4 separate regions of the Sus scrofa genome follow, and regions 2, 3 and 4 are each linked to region 1. The links are chromatin contacts, called in public Hi-C and HiChIP or PLAC-seq maps. All regions are on one chromosome and are shown on one strand. The core of a region is the stretch at or near the end of the contact, and the rest is flanking DNA. Distances in the headings are between cores, read along the strand shown.

Evidence for each region. Hi-C and Micro-C count contacts between places; a contact is called where the count stands out from the background. HiChIP or PLAC-seq counts read pairs in DNA pulled down with a chosen protein or histone mark.
Region 2: a contact with region 1 is called in an H3K27ac HiChIP or PLAC-seq map of skeletal muscle. The contact joins two enhancer-like sites. A contact is called at or near these places in 3 of 47 Hi-C or Micro-C datasets (embryonic fibroblasts, heart right ventricle and psoas muscle) and 2 of 2 datasets of contacts at active chromatin or transcription factors (alveolar macrophages and skeletal muscle).
Region 3: a contact with region 1 is called in an H3K27ac HiChIP or PLAC-seq map of skeletal muscle. The contact joins the promoter of IRS2 here to the enhancer-like site in region 1. A contact is called at or near these places in 19 of 47 Hi-C or Micro-C datasets (alveolar macrophages, brain, embryonic fibroblasts and 12 more) and 2 of 2 datasets of contacts at active chromatin or transcription factors (alveolar macrophages and skeletal muscle).
Region 4: a contact with region 1 is called in a Hi-C map of fetal heart ventricle, with 2.6 times the contacts expected there. The contact joins two enhancer-like sites. A contact is called at or near these places in 2 of 47 Hi-C or Micro-C datasets (fetal heart ventricle and heart right ventricle) and 1 of 2 datasets of contacts at active chromatin or transcription factors (skeletal muscle).

The regions. Positions count from the first base shown.
Region 1 is chr11:76,226,087-76,228,921 of Sscrofa11.1, forward strand. All of the region lies in intron 34 of MYO16 (unconventional myosin-XVI), which reads left to right. Among named protein-coding and RNA genes, the nearest start is that of IRS2, 430 kb to the right of the region's middle. Within about 2 kb of position 1,340, at least 5 of the 83 cell types and tissues checked have an H3K27ac peak or open chromatin away from gene starts, as enhancers often do. A contact at or near this core is called in fetal skeletal muscle and skeletal muscle, where this site is marked.
Region 2 is chr11:76,562,808-76,565,853 of Sscrofa11.1, forward strand. No RefSeq gene overlaps it. Among named protein-coding and RNA genes, the nearest start is that of IRS2, 90 kb to the right of the region's middle. Within about 2 kb of position 1,409, at least 20 of the 83 cell types and tissues checked have an H3K27ac peak or open chromatin away from gene starts, as enhancers often do. A contact at or near this core is called in skeletal muscle, where this site is marked.
Region 3 is chr11:76,653,341-76,656,108 of Sscrofa11.1, forward strand. It overlaps IRS2 (insulin receptor substrate 2), which reads right to left and starts at 1,299. Exons shown (of 3, transcript XM_021065907.1): 1 at 1-1,299. The coding sequence starts at 1,273. LOC110255859 (a long non-coding RNA gene) reads left to right here and starts at 2,071. Exons shown (of 2, transcript XR_002336770.1): 1 at 2,071-2,768.
Region 4 is chr11:76,719,892-76,722,702 of Sscrofa11.1, forward strand. LOC106505360 (a long non-coding RNA gene) reads left to right here. Exons shown (of 3, transcript XR_002336771.1): 3 at 685-1,602. It overlaps LOC106505361 (a long non-coding RNA gene), which reads right to left. Exons shown (of 2, transcript XR_001299694.2): 2 at 504-2,121. Among named protein-coding and RNA genes, the nearest start is that of IRS2, 67 kb to the left of the region's middle. Within about 2 kb of position 1,475, at least 4 of the 83 cell types and tissues checked have an H3K27ac peak or open chromatin away from gene starts, as enhancers often do.

The DNA of each region.
Region 1 (2,835 bases), core at 90-2,589:
TAGTTGCATCCACGTTGCTGCAAATGGCATTATTTTGTTCTTTTTTATGGCTGCGTAGTATTCCATGGTGTATATGTACCTGTTTTTTGGTTTTCCACTTTTGCTGATTTTCCTGGTTCTCTGCCCTGCTGCGCTCCATCAGTGAGTGAACGCTAATGGTTAGCATTTTCCTGTCTCCTGTGACTCATAAGTGATCTGACCAGATCTCTAGCTGTGCTGAGGTTTGCTTAGAGGAGGTAGGGGGTCCAGAAGGAACTAGAAAACCCATTCCGAAGGGAGCACAAGAGTGTCCCTGCAATGCTGCAAATGTAGATTCTGTTTTTCTCAAGGACTGAAGTCATTCTTCTTAAAAGCAATTTTCGATTAAAAATCCAGGAGGGGCCCACGATGAGCTATTTATAAAGTTGATTAAACACCAAGAGACAAAACAAGGCCAGGACAATTCTCATGGAAGTATAAACATAAAACTAATAAATAAACAGTCTTGTTCTGAAATGATCTGCCGCTGGGTGTTGGCTGTTCCCTAAGAAAGGCTGCGGGAGCTGTCAGGGTGTCTCCCGGGGACCCTTCTTGTTGTTTCCAGATGGCAGGGCTTCCTTTCCCTCCCATCCGGGTGACACTGTACCAGTGCCACCAACACCAAAGCTCCCAGTCACAGAGCAGGCATCGCGTGCTCGCCACCTCCGCATTCTGGAGCAAGGGCACCCGAAACTGGGACGCGGGCCGCCGGCCCAGCGCAGCTGTGCAGGTGCTGCGTTCCGAGGCTCCTGGCTCTCCACTACCACCTGGCATTTAGGAAACATAAAAATAACAGCTCCATAAATAACCGCGTGACCTATGAGAGCAGACATGAGAAATCGGTCTCCGGGCCAGGCCAGCTTGTTGTTCAGATGCTGCATATTCGGCTAATTATAGGGCGGGCGAGCTGCAGGGAGAGGAAAGGGTGGCCCTGTGTTCCCCTCATGGCAGGGACAGGAGAGATGGGCCCAAAAGGAGCCAGTTAGGCGAACTGAAAATTGGCACGCCATCATTTTCTGCGCCTTTTTGGGTTCTGCAAACCTTATTTATACCGAGAGTCATTTTTTAGCTTTACTATGGGTGCATTCCTGCCCTGCTCAGCACATATGTTGTTGAAGATATCACTGTTTCCTGCTTCAGTTGGTGTTTTTAGCACAAACCCTCTCCTAAGACTTGGCAGGGGAGCGGGTGCCAGGAGCTGGGGCGGGGCGGCAGGGGGGACCAGGAAGCACTTCCCTTCCGTCCGACTTAACCCCTGGGACCAGTGCTCGTGGCACTTTCTGGCACAGAAGGAGGCTGAACGTACAAGTTCAAGGGCAACTCTGAGAAGCCTGAGCTACTCAACGGTGGTGATTTCACACAGGGCGGAAACGTGGGGAGGGATGCTGCTGGGTGGGGGGCGCGGCGCTAGCCTCTTAGGGGAAGAGGCAGGTCCGGCGATTCTGCTTTCTGAACCCGTCCTTCCCCCGGTCCCCGCCGCCTTGTGCTTTTCTGCTTCGGGAGTAATCCGTTCGTTTAGACACAAAACTGCGTTCTGGGACGCAGCTGTCCCAAGAGCAATCGCCTGCGAACCTCGCGTCCTCACTGGTGGGCACTGACGCCCCCCCCCCCCCCGATCATTTCTGTGACTCTTGGCAAAGGGCGGGCAGGTCTCTTTCCCGTGGTGTAGGGTCCGTTAGGTTCCTGCTGTTCACAACACACACCCCTTTGGCGTGTGCCTCCTGCTCACACCTGACAGCTCTTTACACAACCTCACGCGGGAAACCTCTCTGCTCCTTTGAGAACCAGCCTCCGCGCGTCTGTGTGACGCCTCACACGTGACCGCTTTCTTTCTCTGGGGTAATATACCAGATGTCTGGGCTATGCTGTTATGGAGAAGCAAAAAATCGGATTCACTTCCTAGAGGCTTGTTATAGCAGAGTGCAGGGGCCTTGGCCGTGATTTCTAGGTCCTTATTTGTGTTTTTTTCCTCGTGCACAATGATGAAAGATTTTAGAGAAATCAGACTTTCTGGTCCATGCCCACGGCATGGAGCAGTTCCCCAGGCCAGGGATCGAACCCAAGCCACAGCAGTGACAATGACAGATCCTTAACCCTCTGAGCCGCAAGGGAACTCTTGAGAAGTCAGAAATTTAAAAGGCATTGTTGGGAGTATCCGTTGTGGCTCAGCAGGTTAAAAACCCGACATAGTGTCTGTGAGAATGTGGGTTCAATCCCTGGCCTTGCTCAGTGGGCTGAGGATCCAGCGTTGCCACAAGCTGTGGCATAGGTCTCAGCTGCAGCTCCGATTTGACCCCTAGCCCAGGAAGCTCCACATGCAGCAGAAATTGTCACAACATTGTACATCAAATATGCTTTAGTAAAAGAAATAAAATTTTAAAAAGGCATTGTTCTGGAGTCTCCTGGTGGCTCAGTGGGTTAAGGATGCAGTGCTGACACTGCTGTGGCTCAGGTCACTGCCGTGGTTCAGGATCCATCCCTGGCTGGGGAACTTCCGTGTGCCCCAGATGTGGCCAGAAAAAAGGCATTGCTCCTTTGGTTTAACACAAAGGAGATGCTGATTTGGGGTCTGAGCATCCTGCCTGCGTGTAGTGACACAGTAGCCACATGTGTCTGTCTCCAGAGTCAAGCTGCGACTTCTACATTTTAGAAACCAGAGCCTGGAAAGTGCCAGGACTGTGCCAGCTCTTCTCTCAGCCTTTGTGTTTTTCCTTAACGCCAAAGAGGAAAACACAAGCATATCCCTCCCTGCAGTAGCCTGGCTAGAGAGGAATTTTCCTATAGGGTTGCAGAATGAATTACAGCCAGCATGAGTAA
Region 2 (3,046 bases), core at 159-2,658, 340 kb after region 1:
ATAATCAGTGCCCCCGCGGGAGGGGACACCCGAGGACCGGGGGTTAACCGAGGCAGTGCCTGTGACCCATCAGCTAGGCTCCCTGTGGCTGTCGTTTCACACACGGGAGAGTATGGAATCCATACGTTTTACAGCCGAAGCTAATAGAACATCATATATCCTTTACATCTCCATGGAAAATTAAAACAGAACCAGCGTGGCTACGGTCGCTCTGCTCTGTCATCATCACAGTCAACCTGGGAAAGGGACTAGTGCGTGCTGGCTCCCACAGCTGGGCCCCCAGGGCAACCACGCGGGGGGCTGGCCCGGGGTCACGGCCTGTGATCAGAGGGCTGGACACCCCACTGTCTCGTTCCAGAGCTGCTCTCTCAGCCCGCCCTCCGTGGAGTCGCAGGCCCCTGTGAAGGGGGGCGTCCACTTTGTCGGGGCAGAACTCACTAGAAAAAGGCCCCTTTTCAAGCAGCCAGCCTGAGTTTGGGAGCAGCATTCCGGGGTCCCTCCTTCATTGCCTGGCCTTCTAGTCAATCCTCTCCGCTCCTCCTGGAAGAAGACCCCTCCCCCTTTCCCCACCCCCACGGCCCCGCTGTGCTTTGAGTGACTCCCTGGAATCTTCGTATTCGAGAGCAGGTCAAGTCTTGTCTTGCAGCTGGGACCTGGCACCCACTACGCTCAGCACAAGGGGCCAGGGTCCCGCGCTGGACATCCTTGCTCTGGTCACATAGAGACGGCATCCAGCTGGACACAGATCCCCGGCATCCGGCAGGACCATCTCAGTGGCTGCCCCAAAGGGGCATGAGGGGGCACTCCCAGGGGTGTGGAGGCGGGCGCGGCACCCGGAGCCCCAGGGCTGACCTGTTGCTGTAACCAGCTGGGCCGGTGGGGTCTGAATGGGGTGTTGCTGCTGTGCCCCCTCCCTCCCCAGGAGTGAGAAATCCCCTCCAGGAACCTGAGCCGGCAGCTGGGGTCTGAGGAAGGGAGGGTCTGGGCACAGACCCCAGGGTGGCTGAGCTGCCCCTCCACAGGCACCCATGATGCTGCAAAGGGCAGGGGGCCCACCCAGGGCTCCCAGGAGCCCCCCTTTGGGTTTCTTCAAAGGACAAGCTCGGGTTTTCCCATCAGCATCCCAGAGGCTCTCCTGCCTTTTGGCCACGTCCTGGGTGAGAGTCCCTGCCCATCTCGACCTGGCTGTAAAGCCTACTGATTAAAGTCTCCAAGTTCAAATTCAGCCCCGCCCCCCTGCTCCGAATAATGCAACGGACTTAAAAGGAGAACACGGTTCTTTTCTGGGCTCAGTACCAAATCCACTCCAGCGTGACTGGAGTGGATTTCACACCCAGAGCATCCAAGGGCTCCTGCCCCAGGTCGCTGGCCCACGTGCGGCTCGCTCCCTAACCTTCCTGGCCGTGCATCTGGCCCTGTTTCAAAGGGCACCTCTCCCCCTCCCTCCCGTGGAAGCTGAGATCTGTGTGGGAAGCCTCGCACCGAGGACTGCTTTTCATTCTCCGTTCTTCAGGGCGCCGCAGCCACAACAAGAACCTCCTGACGGCGGCGGTGGGGTCGAGGGCGGGGGCGGAGCGCCCAGCCTCCGGGCTCCTGCGGGCTCAGCTTTGTTTCACGGGCAGCGCGGCCGCCGTCGAATCCATTTGGCCCCATTTAGGGACTAAGTACAGGAAGGTAGTTATTGTACAAGATTAGTTTCCTGTAGGCCATAAATTGGCAGTAGCAGAAAAATACAGGATGAATTTATTAGCGTGCAAGGTCAGCTCAAAGGAAGGCCAGGCTGCCGAGGGAGCGTGCTGTGGGCTTGCTTTTAACCCACCTCCCAAACTCAGCCAGGCTGAAAAAGACCCTTTAACTACTTAATTACTTCTTAATAGTTTTAAGCAAATTCAAAAGACTGTGCCTGTTGCTAAGGGCCTGGAGGTCCGAGCTGGCAGGAATTTGTCAGGAATTCCTGTTTGGACTGGAGTTTCTGAAACCTGCTTAGAAGCCCCCAGGAAACCTGCCTAGGGCTCTCCCCCTGCTGAGAGCCCACAGCAAGCCACGGCCTTGTGAGACGGCTTTTGGGGGGTTTTCTTTTGTTGGGTTTTTTCTGGGTTGTTTCGGGGGGGTTATTTTTGTTTTGGGGGGCTTTTGTTTTTCGTGGGTTTTTTTCTTTTTTTTTCTTTTCTTTTGTTTTTTTGCCTTGTTGACTAGGTATTTACTTTGACCCCAGAATTCTATATTTGGGAACAAAAAGCAGCTTCTAACAGCAAAAAACAAACAAAACAATCAAGTTGAAAATACAATTGTTTCCAAGCAGAGATTCAACAGTGTGATACATGCCCTGCAGATAAGGGCTATAAAGGAACCTCGGGAGAAACCGTTTCGCGTGGACACTGCCTGGAGCTCAGATGCCGCGGCGGCAAGGTGGGCGGTGCTCCTGATAAAGACGTAGGTACCTTCGAGAGTGCTCCCGGCCACCTGAGGCGTCCCCGTGTTAGAAACACAATCCTCCCTTTTCCTTTTGATATTTTTCCAAAGGGCTTAAAGCTGTCAGGCAAAATTAGCCCCACTGGTATGAGATGAAGTGTTTGGAGCCGCGTTTGCTAGCGCGTTGGCAGGAAAGGTTGTAATTCAAATTTGAATGAGCCCCGAGACCTGCGGTGGGTTATGGGAGACCATTTCTCCTCCTCTTCGAGGCCCTGCCCCCACTCCCCACCCCTGCCTGTCCCCAGGGGAGCCTCTGCCTGACTCCAAGGGGGGGCGGCGGGGGAAGGGGGGGCAGGCAGGCTGGATCGCCCTCCTCCGCCTTAGCTGGCAGATCACAGCCCTGTCGATTCTTCTGCTCTGTAGCAAAAAGGCGGGATGATGAACCCATCACTGCATAGCGAGGGCCCAGGCCACATTCACCAAGGGGGGGTGTGTGTGTGTGTGTGCAGGTTCCTGGGCTTTGCTGCCCGCTGTCCCCTGCTGGTGGCCGCAGCCTTGGGGTCGGCTGTCACAAGCCCCTGGGCCGCCTGCCTGAAGTAGAGAGCAGGGTCCAGAGCCAGGTCCGGTTCTGAGG
Region 3 (2,768 bases), core at 49-2,548, 430 kb after region 1:
CCCCTGCCGGCGCCAGCGTCACTTTGCTGGCGCGGCCGCCGCAGCCGCCGCTCAGGGTGTGCGAGCGGCTCAGGGGCGCGCGCACAGGCCCTGGGCTCAGGGGGCTCCCCGACACCGACACCGGCCTCCCGCCTGCCGCCCCGGCCCCCGCAGCCGCGCCGCCGTCGCCCTCGCTGGCCGTGCGAACCCGGCACGAGCTGCACTTGGCCGCCGGCGGGGTGGCGGCCAGGCTGTCCGTGCGCGAGCGGCGCACCAGGCCAGTCTGGCTGGGGGGCAGGTTGACCAGGTGGTGGTGGCGGCGCGCGCCGGGGACGCTGATGGGGTGCGTGGCTGACGAGCCGGACGACTGGCTCTTGCTGCGCGGCCGGAACTCGAAGAGCTCCTTGAGCGCCTTCATGGCCTCCAGGATGGTCTCGTGGATGTTCTGGGCCACCACCGAGTCGTCCGCCTGCATCCACAGCTCTCCCGGGCCCGTGACGGCCGAGCGGCCCACCTCGATGAAGAAGAAGCTGTCCGAGTGGCCGCAGCGGCGGATGTTCATGAGCTGCAGGGTCACCGACGGCTGCTCGCAGTTGAGCTTCACGAAGCCGATGGTGCGCGCCGACAGGCACAGGCGGTACACGCCCGTCAGGTTCTTGCTCTGGCCCAGGCCCTTGGGCTTCAGGTTCACCTGCCACACCTCGCGGTAGGCGGCCGTGGCGGGCGCCACCAGCCCGTAGCTGTCATCGGCCGCCGCGGCGCCGGCCGAGCCGCCCAGGGCGCCGGGCAGGGAGGCGCTGCAGGACGCGGCGGTGGCGGCGGCGGGGGGCGCGTCGCCGGCGCTCGCGCGGCCCTCGCTGACCAGGTCGGTGAGCGCGCGGTACCAGCCCTCCTGCTCCTGCTCGTTCTCGGCCGCTACGGCAAAGTACTCGTCCTTGGTGTAGAGGGCGATCAGGTACTTGTGCTTGGCGTCAGCGCGCTTGTTGATGTTCAGGCAGCAGTCGAGCGCGATGACCCGCTTCGGGGCGCCCGCCTTGCTCCGCCACTTCTTCTCGCTCTCGTAGTACTCGAGCCGCGGCGGCTGCGGCGCCGACCCCCCACCCGCTGTCGCCGTCGCCTCGTCGCCGCCCGCGCCGGGCCCGCGCAGCACGAAGAAGCGCTTGTGGCCGTGCTTCTGCTTGCGCAGGTAGCCGCACTTGCGCACGCTGTGGTTGTTGTTGTTGTTGTTGTTGTTGAGGTTGGGGCCGTCGCCGCCCGCCGGCCCGGGGGGCCCGTGCAGCGGCGGGCTCGCCATCGCCGGCGATTCAGGCCCCGCCGCCCGGCCGGGCTTGGAGGGGCTGGAGGGAGCGGAGGGGGCGCGGGCGGGAGCGGCTCCCTCCCCCCCCTGCTCGCCCGCCCGAGCCCGCGTCCCTCGGGCCCAGGAGGTGGAGAAGGTTCGGGGAGGCCCGCGGGGGCCGGCACCGCGCGGTGGCGCAGCGCCCTCCGCGCTCCGGGGCCCCAGAGGATGACCAACGCGGGCGGTGGCCGCCCCCTGGCCCGGCTGCCCGCGGCCGCTTCCTCCTGGGCTCTCGGGCGGCGCCTGGGGACTCGCTGGCTGGGCCGAGAGTCGGGGTCCCCGAGCCGTGGGGCCGAGCCTTAAGGCGCGCGCGGCCGCACCGGTCCCGCCGCTGCGCCGCGCTCCGCGGTGCCGGGGTGTGCCCGGGTACTCGGGGTCCGCGCCGCCGCCGGGGTTGGTGCTGCTGCTGCTGCCAACGGCGACCCGGGCTCGTCGCGGTCCCCGCCGCACAGTGAGTAACACATCGCGCACCGAGTGACTGAACTAAGAAGAGCAAAACAACATGTGACTCGGCGTTACGCAGGCACACACTGCGCGGCCGCCCCGCCCCGCCGCCCGCATTGGCGCCGCGCCCCCGGACGGACGGCGCGTGCGGCCAATGGGCGCCGGGCGCGGGGGGGGCGGGCCGCGCGCCCCCGCCCCGCCCCCCTTTCTCCCGGGGCCGCGTTTCCCGCCGTCCCCTCCCCCTCCCGCGGAGGCCGGGGCCCGGGGCGGGGTGGGGGCCGGCCCGAGCCTCATTAATCAGAGGCTCGTTGGGGATGCCGGCGGAGGAGATGCCACCCAGGGCGGGAAAAGGGGCGCGCGGGAGGGGCGGGGGCCGGCCGCCGCGCGGAGGGCCCTGCCCTCCCGCCTTTGACTCAATTAATTGGGCTCGAAGCTTCCGCCGGGGAGGGGACCGGGGGAGGGAACACTGTAGGGGGTGGGCGCCTGCGGAGATCAGGGGCCGAGACCGCGGACCTGGGCTTGGTGCAGGGGAGGCGGAGGTAGCACCCCACTCGGGCCCCGCATCGCCCCGCCGCCGCCCCATTTGCTGGGGGCCAAGAAGGGGCAGTGAACTTGGCTGCCCTCTCGGAACCACCTTCCCCCAACACACACTTCGGCCAGCAGATCCCGCGCCCAGGCTCGGGGTGGGGGCGCGCCTTGGCGGGTTTGCGCCTGGGTGGTTCCCGGGTGCCCGGCCCCGGCTTGTTTACGAGCATCACATTAGTCCGTCACCGGTGAGCTCTGGATCGGCAGCAGCTTCGGTGCCCCTTCCTGGAAGGAGAGTCGGGGTGCGGGAGGGGGCGCGGATGCGGCGCCCTCTACCCCAGGCCGCGCTGGCGGCGGCCGCTGGCGGGATCCCACCCGCTCAGGGGCGCCCTTCCCCCGCACCCGGTCGTGGGCTCTTTCCGGGGCGTCATCAGCGCCATTCACTTGTCAGGTTCTCGGGAAGTTGAAATCGGCTGTTGGGGAT
Region 4 (2,811 bases), core at 225-2,724, 490 kb after region 1:
TTGTAGGCAGATGCAGCAGGAGGGCTGGTGGGGGTGGGTCGTGCTCAGAGAGGAGCAGGCTGATTCTTTGCGGGTCGGCATGCTGGATGCAGCTTGTGCTTAAGAATGAGCCAGGACCGTGAGGCTGCGGATTTGGATCCATAGTTCAGCCCAGAGTGACCTCTCTTCTCTCAGTGAATGGATGGAGGGCAGGAAAGGTCAGCGGGAAAGCTCCTGGTGTGTGGCATTTAGGCACCAGCAGGGGAGCACAGAGAATTCCACGCCAGGAGGCCAGCAAGGCCTGCCTGGTCACAGGAGGTGAGTCCCTCCAAGGAAAACAGATCACAGACACGCAGCTCAGGTCCCTAAGAGGTTATCTTTAAGTCCAGCTCAAATTTAAACAACAGGGGCAGCAGAATCACTGAATAATTCCAAAGCAATACTGAGGAAAGGAACACCACCATGGTCAAGTTCAGCTGAAAGTGGCATAATCCTTAGTTTTAATTTTTATTTAGTGTGTGTGTGTGTGTGTGTGTGTGTGTGTGTGTGTGTGTCTGTGTGTGTGTGAAGGCAACTCAGTTCCACTGTGGAATGATACAGAAGATAAACACACAAGTAAGTGGATCACGGATCAGAAAATGGGTTAAGTTCCAGGTAAAATTCACTCAGAAGCTGCGACAGGGTGGGTTTTTTCTTTATCTTTAGAGGAAGGAGTAGACTGTGTTTCATGACACGCAGTTGCCGCCTTTCACCCTCGACGTGCAAGATTCAGCCGAAAGTGGGACTCACATGCCAGTTGTACTGAGACTGCGGTGTCTTTGAAGCAGGGACGTCAGTGATGTCACAGAAATCTCCGTCTGAACAGCGGCGGTCCTGACGTCTTAGCTAATGGGTGTGTGGCCTCGAATGTGAGAATGGTCCCCTTCAAGCCTCCCAACAGCTATAATTTGTGTAAGAAGCAAAGCCTGTCCTGAGCAGAGCCTCGCCCACACCAGTCGATTCTTCATGGCTCCTCACATTTCAAAGCTGTGCCTGGACCGCATCTGGGGATCTGGTTGGACGCAGATTGATTCCGCAGGTCTGGGTGGGCTTGAGGGTCCGCCTTTCTGCCTCCTGGGGATGCCAAGCCCTCATCCTCAGGCCTGGAGAGGGCTTACTGAGTTTGAGAGACACAGATCACCCACTCGCCAGGCCTCCGGTGTCACGGTCAGATCCAGCCATACAGCCCTAAGCCAGACTCGGCTCCTGCCCTCCAAGGGTGCAGGCAAAGAGGGCACGTTTGAAGGTGGGAGCTCTGTGGGTTTGACAGGCTGGGGGTGGTCTCCACACCATGAGAGGCGTTCCGGGGTGGGGGGAATGTCTGGAAAGAGAGGGGTGGCCTGGCGCCCTGAGGATATCTGTGTTTATGGAGACACCACCAGGCGGCCCCAGACGCTCCCTTCAGCCCGGCCTGGGGATAAGAACCGTCCAAGCGGCCGCGGCGGGCTCTGCCCTTTCAGAGGCCTTCGAAGGTCACAGACTGGATGCAGTCACGAGCCAGGACAGAGATGCTATTTATAGAGTGTGCTTGTCCATCGGTATTTCTAGTTCATGTTCCAAATAGATATTTAATTTTTAAAAGAAGATTCCAGCCTACGCATCCTCCCGCTTTCCAGGGTCTTGGGGTGGGGGCAGTGCGGATGTTGTCACCCCCACACAAGGACACGTGGTCCCTCCCGCAGGCCAAGCTTCGGGGCGCAGGGAACCCCCATTCTGGACCCGCTGTCCCCCACCTCCTTGTCTCATTAGACAACATGCAGAAAAACGTGGCTTTTCCTCCCAACACGCGGGGAATTGCCGCTGTGGGTTTGAGGTACCACCACTATCCCTCTTTTTACGTGTCTGTTTTTAACAAAAACATTTTCTCAGCCAGTGGTTGAACGCCCATCAGTTTCTCTGTAATTCTGCAATGATCACTGTTCGAAGTTCAGAGCAGAGACAGCCTTTGGGCCTGTCGGCGAGTATGTACCAAATGCGGACCGTGGGGAAAACCTGGAAGTAATTCCGCTGATTCTCCGCATGGTGATGCTTCAGGTCTGGAGACACAGTTGTGTAAACAAAACAAGTGTTCCTTCTTATGATGATACACATTAACATTCCACCCTATTTAAAGAAACATAAATACTTAGTGCGACTTCTTTTCTAATGAGGTGACTCAACTTGGAAAGCTAGCGTGACGACCAAAACATGTGGAAAACTTTCTGCTCGTAAAAGGCCTCAGGTCCACACTAAGGGGAGGACAGGAAAGCAAAGGAGGTCACATTAGTCCGAGATGGGAGGTTAAGCCTGGTCTGGGCTCAGTCAGGATGAACTGCACAACTTGCGAACCCTTCGGCACAATTTTAGCACTTGAGCAAAGGGCTGGCACAGTTTCAGCTGTTGCTTGACACAGATCTAACATCAGCACTGCAGAACTGAAGTGACATCCTGGGCACCCATGAACCCCCTCATCCAAGGCTATAGCCCCCTTTGCAGACTCCAAGGCCCACTGAGCCCTGTGAGGGGAGCCCAGTAGTGCCCTCCAGAGCCTCCCTCTGCTGTCAGCTCTCAGCCCCTTTTCCTCCCTTGGTGTGGTTTACTCAGCCTAGGTCCTTCCCTCAGCATGGTTTACTCAGCCTAGGTCCTTCCCTCAGCATGGTTTACTCAGCCTAGGTCCTTCCTTCAGCATGGTTTACTCAGCCTAGGTCCTTCCCTCAGCATGGCTTACTCAGCCTAGGTCCTTCCCTCAGCATGGCTTACTCAGCCTCGCTCCTTCCCTCGGGGTAGTTCACTCAGCCTAGGTTCTTAATTAAT